2 separate regions of the Capra hircus genome follow, and region 1 is linked to region 2. The links are chromatin contacts, called in public Hi-C maps. All regions are on one chromosome and are shown on one strand. Each heading gives the region's core, a stretch centred on a gene start, on an enhancer-like site or on the middle of the called end of the contact. The rest is flanking DNA. Distances are from core to core; before and after follow the strand shown.

Region 1 (5,344 bases), core at 2,502-5,001, 36 kb after region 2:
CTCTAATTACTGTCAGTCCACCTATCCTCAGTATATCCCTCAATAGTCTGTAAGCTCCCTGGGCAGGAACCATACCTTAGGCACTGCTGCAATCCCTGAAGTAAGGGCTTTACATGCTCTATCTTGTTTAATCATCACAGCAATCCCGTACAGTGGCTACATCATTCCTATTTTATAAAATAAGTAAACTGAAGCAAAGAGAGTTTAAGAAACTTGTCTCCAGTCATTCAAATGTATCAAAATCAGGATTTAAAATCAGGAAACTTGATGCTAGAACCAGTCCGTCACTAAATCTATCACTTCTAAATCTCATTGGAGAGACTGGTGCTGAAGCTGAAGCTCCAATACTTTGGCCACCTGATGCGAAGAGCCGGCTCATTGGAAAAGATCCTGATGGTGGGAAAGATTAAGGGCAGGAGGAGAAAGGGGTGACAGAGGACAAGATGGTTGGATGGCATTGCTGACTCAATGGACGTGAGTTTGAGCAAGCTTTGGGAGATGGTGAAGGACAGGGAAGCCTGGCATGCTGCAGTCCATAGTATCACAAAGAGTTGGACACGACTGACAGACTAAACTAAATTTCATCTCCACACGATTGGGCGGTGACCTATTTAAAACACAGAACTAGAATTCTTCTTTGCAGTCACCTCCGTGGTTCCTATGCCTGCCTGCAAATCATATCCTTCTGTCTGCCTTTCTGGTCTGGTCTCCAGTCCCTCCCCAGGACCCACTTGATACTGTACTGCAAACTCAGCAGATTCCACATTGCCTCATGCCTCTCTTAGTGTTGGTCCTGCTACCAAAATGCCCTTTCGCACCTTTCTAGAAAAATCTCGTTTCTCCTTTGGACTTTGCTCCATGAAACCTTTCCTGATTACTTTCTTTTGGGGTGTGCCATGTGGCTTGTGAGACCTTAATTCCCTAACCAGGGACTGAACAGGCCAGGTAGTAGAAGCATTCTCTCTTCGCCATCCCATGCAGGCACTGGAGTTCTGCCTCCACTCTCAGAAGCTGTGTGATTTGGCCAAGTTACTGATTTAGTTTTCTCACTTCTATAATGGCAGTACTAGCTACTTGGTAGAACTGTTGTGAGGATTAAATGAGATGATGTAAATTAAGGACTTAGCAATGGGCTAGATGTAACTACTATTATATACTTGTCCCTATTCCTCTATGTCGCTAAACTCCTACTGCTGCAAGCTTAACACTGCAGCATGACTTCCTCAGGTGTAGTTTCTGCACCAGAGTGGAATCTCCTTGCAAGTTGTTTGTTTAGTCTCTAAGTGGTGTCTGACTTTTTTGCAACCCCATGGACTGTGGCCTGCCAGGGTCCTCTGTCCATAGGATTTCCCAGGCAAGAATACTGGAGTGGGTTTCCACTTCCTACTCCAGGGCGCATATTACAGGCACTTATCAACTAATAATTGAACTAGATTATTTAACACTACCCATCTTTTAAAGCCCAGTTCAATTTCCATTTCTTCTATTATTTACCTAATGATTCCAGCCCTTTCCCTTCTCTGAATTCCTTTACCACTATCCTGCATTATATGTAGAAGTGCTATCTTAGTGAGGCTTCAAGTTCTTCCAGGGCAGACACCATCTCTTACACTGCTTATTTGCCCAATAACTGCTGCTGCTGCTGCTAAGTCACTTCAGTCGTGTCCAACTCTGTGCAACCCCATAGACCGTAGCCCACCAGGTTCGCCCATCCCTGGGATTCTCCAGGCAAGAATGCTGGAGTGGGTTGCCATTTCCTTCTCCAATGCATGAAAGTGAAAAGTGAAAGTGAAGTCACTCAGTCGTGTCTGACTCTTAGCGACCCCATGGACTGCAGCCTACCAGGCTCCTCCGTCCATGGGATTTTCCAGGCAAGAGTACTGGAATGGGGAGCCATTGCCTTCTCCTAGTATTTCCAATTGCAAAGAGTCAAAAACTGCTAGTATTTCCCAATTACTTGTGAATTAAAATATCACTGCCCAAGCATGGGGGGCCTTATCTTTTTAAGTAAGTCACCCACTTCTAAGGAAATTCAGCCAACAACTCATCTCCTGACTCTCCTCTTAGTTCACAGGAATTCTGCTTAGAACTACAGTAATCTGGACACCTTCCGGTGGCCCAATGGTTAAGACTCTGTGCTTCCACCACAGGGGGCATGGGCTTGATCCTTGGTCAGGAAATTAAGATCCCATATGCTTTGTGGGATCTTATTATATTAATTTGCTTTTATTTGCAAGCCATTGTCATACCTTAGCTTCCAAGGGAAGAGATCTTTCCTTTCCTTGTTGACCTCCTTCAAGGTCCAGTAGAGGGCACTATGCACATAAGGGCTGCTAGTGTGGGTGTGGCTGGCAGACCAACAGTAGGTATCTTCAATGGCAATTCTCCCAGCTATTTTCTTTTTGCCTGTGTTTTCCATGCTCAGGCCACATCAGCTTAAAATAAATGTGGCTGGACAATAATAATGATGACTTCATCCCTGCCACCCTGCAAATCAGATGGCTCTACTGAGAGACTTGCCAACACAATTATCATTCAACCATGCTGGAGGAGTGGCAGAACCCTTGAATCCACTCTTTGGAATAAAGATAAAACACTAAGCTAAAACAATGAGCAAGAACAGCTTTTTGAAGCACTGCAGAATCGGACTTCCTGACTGCCTAGCCCTGTTGTATGAGAGTAAAGGAAAAGGAAAGGCAGGTTTTAAACTGGAATAGAAACAGCAATGACCATTTCTGGGTACCCCAGGATTCCTAAGGCTACAGCTTAAACCTAAGGACCAGGAAAGCCAAGAGCAAGGGAAAAAGCATGTAAAAGCCTAAAAGTTAAGAGATGTTAACTCAAGGTCTTCAGTAAACTAGCACTGCCACCTTATAAATAACTTATTTCTATGTCAACGTCCCTTCTCTTTATATTAAATGGAACTTAACTAGATGGTTTCGCATTTGGAGCCTTGTTGACCTTATTGCCCAGCTGTTGCCACTTGGCAAACATAAAAGTAGGGACAATGTGCTCAAAAAGAAGTCATGGGACTGGCTTAAGGGGAATAAGACTCAAGAAACCCCATCATAATAAACACTCCTAGCTTTACATACATACATACATCTCCTAGCTTTAAGATGTAAGTTTATACTACTGAAGTGTATAAACTTTTTCATGTATTTTCTTCCAGTTAGATAAGAAACGCCATTAAAGGTGGGGCATGCATTTCTTTAATGTATCTCCAAACCACCTAGCTCAGTGTGTAGCATGCTGTTCAGAAAGGCTGATGGTTAGGAGGCATTGCAGTCCCCTGACTAAATTAGGAGAGAGCAAGTCAGCTTCCTGAGAAGCTGAAAACTTATTTGGAAAGTTTCTGATTAAGAAGAGAGAATGAATCACACGCTGAGAACATTCCTTTCTAGTTTAGAAGTACTCCACCCTCTCAATGTGATAGAAATGTCTCTAGAATATCCCGTCTTCCTTGATGCATGCTCATTTGAGAAGATAACTATGGTAAAATCTCCTACTCATAAAATCTCCTTTATGCCTAAAATCTCCTTGGGCAAATGGGCAAGTTTCCATCTTCACACATAGTAGATTGGTGTGAGTGTGACAGAAGAAAAGTGTGAGTCTGTTTCTCCTCTGGCAACACTTCTTTTGTATATTACACTCACAGGTAGCTTTAAACCCGTTTCAGTGGCAGGATTCCAACGATGGTTAGCACATCATGAGGAAAGAAGTGACTCTGCCTCCTGCTGGCCACTAGCAGAAAGGCAGATCACTAGTGGTTACAATTCAGAGACACAGGAGCTTGAGAAGACAAGGAAGACTGAAAGGGAAAACAGAGTGGCTTCCTTTCATGCTTAGCCTGGAGTGATCTTCAGGAGTCAATAAACCCTTCAGATCAAACACCGCCAACCCCTCATTTTGTGAGTCAGAACGTGAGGAAGATTCATCTTTGCATTAGCTATAGAAGTCCTGGTCTATATGCCAACGTCCCTGCACCCTCTCCCTAAATGATGGAAACGGAGAACCCAGACACATCCCATCTGAAGGGCCCCTGTTCCTTAGAGGCTCAGCACCCCACACCAGCTTCTCCTGAATGGTATCTTCAGTCTTATTTTCTTCCCTTTTGCCAAACCCCAATAAAACACACCAACTGCTGCAGAGAATTTCTGGGTTGGTTTTTTTTTTTTTTTTCCTGTGGATCTTCTTCTTTGTTTTTTATTTCAAATACTGAAAAAGTCCCCTGGGCTCTGCGGAGCTCCCCACACTCATCCCCTTTCTCCCACACTCACTGCCCTTCTTCCCACAGCAAATCTACTTCAAAGACAGCATTTTTTTCCCCACCCAAACAATTAACATTCAGTTCTTAGCTTGTTCTGCAGAACCAGAGGAGTCATCCGCATCTTTCATATTTAGACAGTTTATCTGACATCAAGTCCCAGTCATATCCAAGCTAGCAAGGCACTCTTCTACACAGCTCAATTAGAACCCCTCACCTTTAGTCCATTTCACTCCCCCCAACCCACCCCCACCCCACACCAGCCACAAGGCCAAGAAGGATAGTTAGGAATGTTTTTGTTATCAACTCTTAAGTCCTAATTCATAACCCCTCACATCTCCCACTCCACCCTCTCAACCCCCCTCCCCACCCCACCCCCAGGATTTCACTGAGATGTCTCCCAACAATTACTTGGAAAAAAAAGAAAAAACAAAAAAGAGTCAAGGTCTTGGTGCTCGGCCCAAGGGGCTCCATGCGCTGGGACACCGACGGGCAGGGGCTTCTGCCTCTCCAGCCCGCACCCGAGCCACCTCCTGACCCCTGGCTGCAAAAGCAGGGAGGGGCAGGAGCCAGCACAGGACCCAGGGGGCAGCGTCTCAGGATCTGGCGGAGCCCCGGGCAGCATCATTCGACTTGGCCACTGCGGACGAACACAGAAGAAGAGAAAGAAAACACTGTCAAGTAGTAAGGGAAAAAACCCTAAGTTCCACCCCAGTCTCTACCCCATCATTCTCCCACACTTATCAATCACTGGGGATACACGGCACATCTCTTAATCCTATCCAGAGAGTTGCCTTTTTTTTTAAAGAAGAGGAAAATTTCAGTCTTCGCCTAGTTACAAAACTGTTCTCTGTCTTTTTGGAGATACGCAAGAAAACAAAGATCAAAATAACGAGGTTTTCAGAGCAGGCTCAGTTTCAGGGGCATGGCCAGAGCCACTTGTCACAGGGGAGATGGATGGACTGGGGTTGGGGGGCACAGAGTGATGAGGCGGCAGCTGCATGGAGGCCAGGGCCAGACAACACACTTGTTTTGAATGGACTTAATATTCTAGGTTTAATCAAACCAAACTGAATT
Region 2 (5,234 bases), core at 1,595-4,094:
TGGTTTTCCCAACTCTGTATTAATTGGCAGAAACTTTTACAAATGAGATCTCATATGAGCCTCCAACTGTAAGGCAGCTAAGACATGCCCTGTACTCAGCCTGCTCCTCAGCCCATGAAGCCCTGTAACCTCTGAGCCAGGCATCAGAGGCCCGTTCTGGTTCAGAAGCCCCAGAGAGGGAAGACGGTGAGGAAGCCAGGGAAGCCCAGCCCTCTGTGCCCCTCGTCCCCTCAGTGCTCTGTGCGATGCGGGCGCGGCCAGAGGAGCCGGCAGGTCCGCTGTGTCGGCAACAACGGGGATGAAGTGAGTGAGCAGGAGTGCGCCTCAGGGCCCCCGCGGCCCCCCAGCAGAGAGGCCTGTGACATGGGGCCCTGCACCACGGCCTGGTTCCACAGCGACTGGAGCTCCAAGGTGGGCCCCCCCCTCTGCTGATCCCCAACATCCCTAGTGCCCCCCATCTCCCCTGACACCCTCTCAGGTGTCTTCCCAACGCAGTTGCATAAACATTGACTGGGCAAGCACCTGCTGTGTGCTAGACACTGCCAATGTTGGGAACCTGGAGAAAAACTTACACTAACGTCCTGAACCCTGCCTGACAAAAGTCCCCCAGGGCATTCCCTAACTCCCGGATCCAGGAGGTGTCTGTCCTTGACCCCCTCCCCTCCCCGACGTCACCCCGTCCCCCTTCACACTCTGCTTCCCAACAGTGCTCAGCGGAGTGTGGGACGGGAATCCAGAGACGTTCTGTGGTCTGCCTTGGGAGTGGGGAGGCCCACGGGATAAGCCAGGAGGAAGCAGGGGCAGGAGCCGGTGAGCAGACCTGTGCACCCGGAAGCCGGCCCCCTGACATGCGTGCCTGCAGCCTGGGGCCCTGTGAGGTGTCGTGGTGCTGGTACACTGGGCCCTGGGCGGAGGTGAGCTGAGCGCCTGGGAGGGGCCCGAGGGTGGGATTCCCGGGGCGAGGAGGTAGGAGTCATCCTGCTCTCCCTCCCTGCCTCCTCCGCCAGTGCTCCTCAGAGTGCGGCTCTGGCACGCAGCGTAGAGACGTCATCTGTGTGTCCAAACTGGGGACTGAGTTCAACGTGACTTCTCCTAGCAACTGTTCCCACCTTCCCAGGCCCCCTGCCCTGCAGCCCTGTCAAGGGCAGGACTGCCAGGACCGGTGGTTTTCTACACCCTGGAGTCCGGTGAGTGCCTGGCTCCCCTGCCCTACCCAGTGTGGACTACCAGGAGAGGAGAGGCTTCTCTCCTTGGACATCCCTCTGTGCCCACTAGCTAAGGCCAGGGGCAGTTTAACTTGTCCCCCTGCCTAGACTGGGAGGAGAGGTGGGCCCCTCTGCGTGGGGGTTCATAATGCTCCAGGAGAGGCCCCCAACTCCTCCTCCTCTGAGGAGGCCTGGGGTGCAGGAGGAGCCTGGAGCACAGCAGAGGTCTGATTTGATAGCTGGGGTCTCCCCAGTGTTCTCGCTCCTGCCAGGGCGGCGTGCAGACAAGGGAGGTCCAGTGCCTGACTGCCAATCAGACCCTCAGCATCCGATGCCCTCTTCATCTGCGGCCCGCCAGGAAACGATCCTGTAACAGCCAGCCCTGCAGCCAGCGCCCTGGTAAAGAGCTCCCTCTCCCCCATCCCCAGTAGAGCGAGTTAGCTGAAATGTGGGTGGAGATTAGGAAGGACGAGTGGGAGTGGGCAGCACGCCTCCAGCGGGATGGATCTTGGTGACTTCTTGTGCCCAATGGCCTCCTCTGTCCCCAGATGACCAATGCAAGGACAGCTCTCCACACTGCCCCCTGGTGGTGCAGGCCCGGCTCTGCGTCTATCCCTACTACACAGCCACCTGTTGCCGCTCTTGTGCCCATGCCCTGGAGCGGTCTTCCCCAGAGCCTGCCTGAAAAGGGTCCAAGAGACCCTCTCCTTGTGGTTTTCTCATACCACCATCAGTCACCCCTCAATCATCCCACTCTGTATCCTCTGGCTCTCCAGCCTGTCCTGGTCTCACTAGAGATGTCCCCCAGGGTGATGGAAGTTGGCAAGATGATGGACAGTGACCATCAAGATGTGTGGCTGGGTCTGTGCCTGTGTGGGGTGTGATGGTGTGTGTGCACACATGCACCCAAATGTGTATGGGCCCGTATGGATGTGTGTGCGCCCATACATCTGTATCACTTCTCAAAAAGAAGTTACACAGTCCCCCGGGAGGGGATGATGCCTGTTTCCAAGAGAGTTTTCTGGGATGAGAGGAAAGCAAGTTTGCAGCTCTTTGGGAATCCGAGCTACTTAGAGTCTGGCCTCCACATTAATCCCAATTTTGTGTCCTAACCCTCATTTCTCCTGTTCAGGCCATGTATCATGTAAACCATCCTTCTGTCCTCTGACTCCTCCCTTTACCTAGTTTCTATCCCTCCCTCTCATAGCTAATGAGGGGTGGGGGTGAGCGAGTGCCTTCCAGGAAGAGAGACTGTCTCCCAGAGCAGAGACCAGCTGGGCAGAGGATGGAAAAGAGCAAGTTTAGAATAAGACATCCTAGCCCCTGCTTCTGCTCCCCACCTCCTAAAGTGGTTCCTACTCCAGAACTAATTTATTTTTATTAAAGATGATTATGACAAATGAGAAACAGGCTCTTCATTGTCCTCATGGGAACCCAGCTGTACAGGCCACCTAAGCAAGCTGTGTGAGATGAGAATGAAGGGTGGGAAGGGGAACAAAGCTTGGAGCCCAGATGGAGAGAGTCTGGGCGCAGAATGCCTAATGAAGGAGCCCCAGTCACCTGAGACCCGAATGCAGCCTTGGTCAGAGGCAGAGGGTCCTGGGGGATCGCAGGCCCTGCAGGTTGGTCATCCACCACTAGAGGTCACCACTCCCCCCAGCTTAGCTACAGAGTTGGGCACTTGGGTCCAAAACAGAAACTACTCGGTCTATGGTGGGTTTCTCGGTAGGCTGGGTCCTTCTGTAAAGTCTCTTGGAATCTAGTAGCACTTTTTCTCCATCTGGGGCTGAGCTGAATGACAGCTGCCTTTTCAGGGGTCCTTTTTCCTGTTCTCTTTCCTTGGCCCTGACTTCCTGCCCCTCTCATCTTTTCTGCTATTACCCATTTTCCTATTAAGCTCTTGGTTTGTTGCTTTTTATAGAGTGGGAGGAAAGGAAATGATTCCCACCAACCCCCCAACCCCGCACCCCCGCCCCCAGCAGAAAGGGCTGGAGGAGGAGGAGCCTGGCCTGGTTCTAGGGGACTTGGGGGTGGAGTCGAGGGTGGAGCCAAGGCAGTACTGGATGTCCAGCCAAAGACACATTCTTCAGAGATGTCTCATCCTGGTCTTCTCCCAACCCAACGCCCATGTCCACTCTCAAGGTAAACAGTTTGTTGGAGGTGGTGTGAGCGTGGACAGCCTTTTCCATAACACAAATCCTTTCCCCAACCCCACCCCTACAATTCTGAGTCCTGATCACCACTTGTAGAAGCCACACTTCTGGGGGAGGGGTCCCCATGTCTAGGAAAGAGGGAAGTGCAATAGAATCGAGCTTCTCTCCCCATCAGGAGGGCCCCTCCCCCATCCCTTCACCCCCACAAGTCTGGCCAAGTAAGATCGTAAAGGCCTGCAGAAACAGCTGAACTCAGTGACTACTGTCTTGAGCATGTACTCCTAGACACAGCCAGACCCTGGGAAGGACCCCAGAGCTACCCGAGGGGACAGGACTTCTCCATTCTGGCAGCTTCCTCATGTCATTCTGTTGCCTTGGGAAGCAGGCTTTCTTTGGGCTGAGAAGGAAGACTACAGGTACCATCTCAGGAGGACAGTGTATCAGGAAGGAGGCAGAAGAAAATGGGGGGAAAGGAAAATGAAACTGACTCCTCCAGGGTGGGAAATGCAGAACAGGGTACTGAGGGGGCCCAGTCTCAGTGTCTCTGCAGGCATCAGACGGCTCCTCTTTGGTGAACCTCTGAGGGGATCACAGATGTGGGGGCACCAGGGGAGTAGGACCTGAGCCAGCCCTGCAGACACTGAAGGCTGAAGGCGGAGTCCTGAGACCAAGGGAGGGTGCGGTGAAGAGCTGGGGCCCTCCCAGTGATTCCTGGAAGCTGAAGGCTGGGCGGTGGCCCCAGTTCAGCTGACTTCCCCGAAGTTCCTCCTCCCTCTTAGGGCCTCTCAGGACTGTTGCTGGGCAGGTTTGGAGTTTGGCCTTAGCCTGAGAACCAATCACAGGTGGGGAATGCAGCCACAGCCCCTCTTGAGGCTCCCCCAGCTTCAACACCTCCCTTCCCTGATAGCCCCCAGCTCCCTCACAGCCTTCAGCCTCTGACTTCTCAGGATGTGGGCTTTCATCTGGGGGGTTACCCCCTTTCCCCTTTCATTTTAAAGCTAGGATTCAGTGCAGCCCCCAAGGATTCTTTCCTCTGGTCACTGAGGTCAGAATGGGAAGGGGAGTCACTGTGAAAAGTTTTCAGGAAGCGGAAGCTGACCTCAAGCACCCCCTTTTCCCGGCCTCTTTCAGGGGATTACTGTGGCCAGACACCTCTTTGCTGACCTCTGAAACCCTGTGGAGGGACTTGGGAGAGAGGAAGCTGTAACCCAAGTTCAGAGATGTGGTGCAGGGGCCCTTAGCCTTGCTGCTCTGGGGGGAATTTAGGGAAGGACTCAGAGGAACTAGACCCCTGAGAGTTGAGGTGGGGGTGGGGTGGCGATAGGAACAATCTTGATGAGCAAAAGAGAGATCAAGCGTGCAGAAGGCCAGGAGATTGTTGGGGCTTCTCATTTCTGAGTGTGCTGGGGGAAGATGACTGTGGTTCTAATCTGGGGACTTACAAGTGAACTTCTGAGGTCTCTGTTCAGCTGGCTCAGAATTCCCCCCTCCCCCCTCCCAGCTTCCCCAGGGTAATCACCCACCCAATTACCCTTCAGCCTTCAGACTAAATTTAGCTTCTAGACTTCCCCAACTGGGGGCCTCCCTGCAAGCAGGTGCTCACAGCTGCAGGGGTGGGTCTGAAGAGACCCGTACTTTTCAGTGGTCCAAATTCAACCTCTGTGGTAACGAAGAGTGAAGCCCAGAGCAAGGGCCCAGGTGCTGACCCACGTGATGCTATGAGTGTCTCAGAGGGTCTTAAGAAACCCTCTCTCAAGAGCCCTTGAGGCAGGATCTAGACAGACCTGGAGAGCAGAGGGAGGAGAGTGAGAATAAAATGCAAGGAACTGTTAATCCCTTTCCAGATTCCAACCAGATCCTCTTTCATTTTCTGCTT

What was found. Hi-C and Micro-C count contacts between places; a contact is called where the count stands out from the background.
Region 1: a Hi-C map of blood shows a contact between it and region 2, with 2.0 times the contacts expected there. The contact joins two enhancer-like sites. A contact is called at or near these places in 3 of 5 Hi-C or Micro-C datasets (all in blood).

The regions. Positions count from the first base shown.
Region 1 is chr3:100,059,995-100,065,338 of ARS1.2, forward strand. It overlaps ENSA (alpha-endosulfine), which reads right to left. Exons shown (of 4, transcript XM_005677662.3): 4 at 4,159-4,907. The coding sequence ends at 4,892. Among named protein-coding and RNA genes, the nearest start is that of ENSA, 8.3 kb to the right of the region's middle. Within about 2 kb of position 3,752, at least 3 of the 5 cell types and tissues checked have an H3K27ac peak or open chromatin away from gene starts, as enhancers often do.
Region 2 is chr3:100,024,832-100,030,065 of ARS1.2, forward strand. ADAMTSL4 (ADAMTS-like protein 4) reads left to right here. Exons shown (of 18, transcript XM_018046040.1): 14 at 235-411; 15 at 708-914; 16 at 1,008-1,187; 17 at 1,460-1,604; 18 at 1,754-2,608. The coding sequence ends at 1,890. Among named protein-coding and RNA genes, the nearest start is that of ADAMTSL4, 11 kb to the left of the region's middle. Within about 2 kb of position 2,845, at least 5 of the 5 cell types and tissues checked have an H3K27ac peak or open chromatin away from gene starts, as enhancers often do.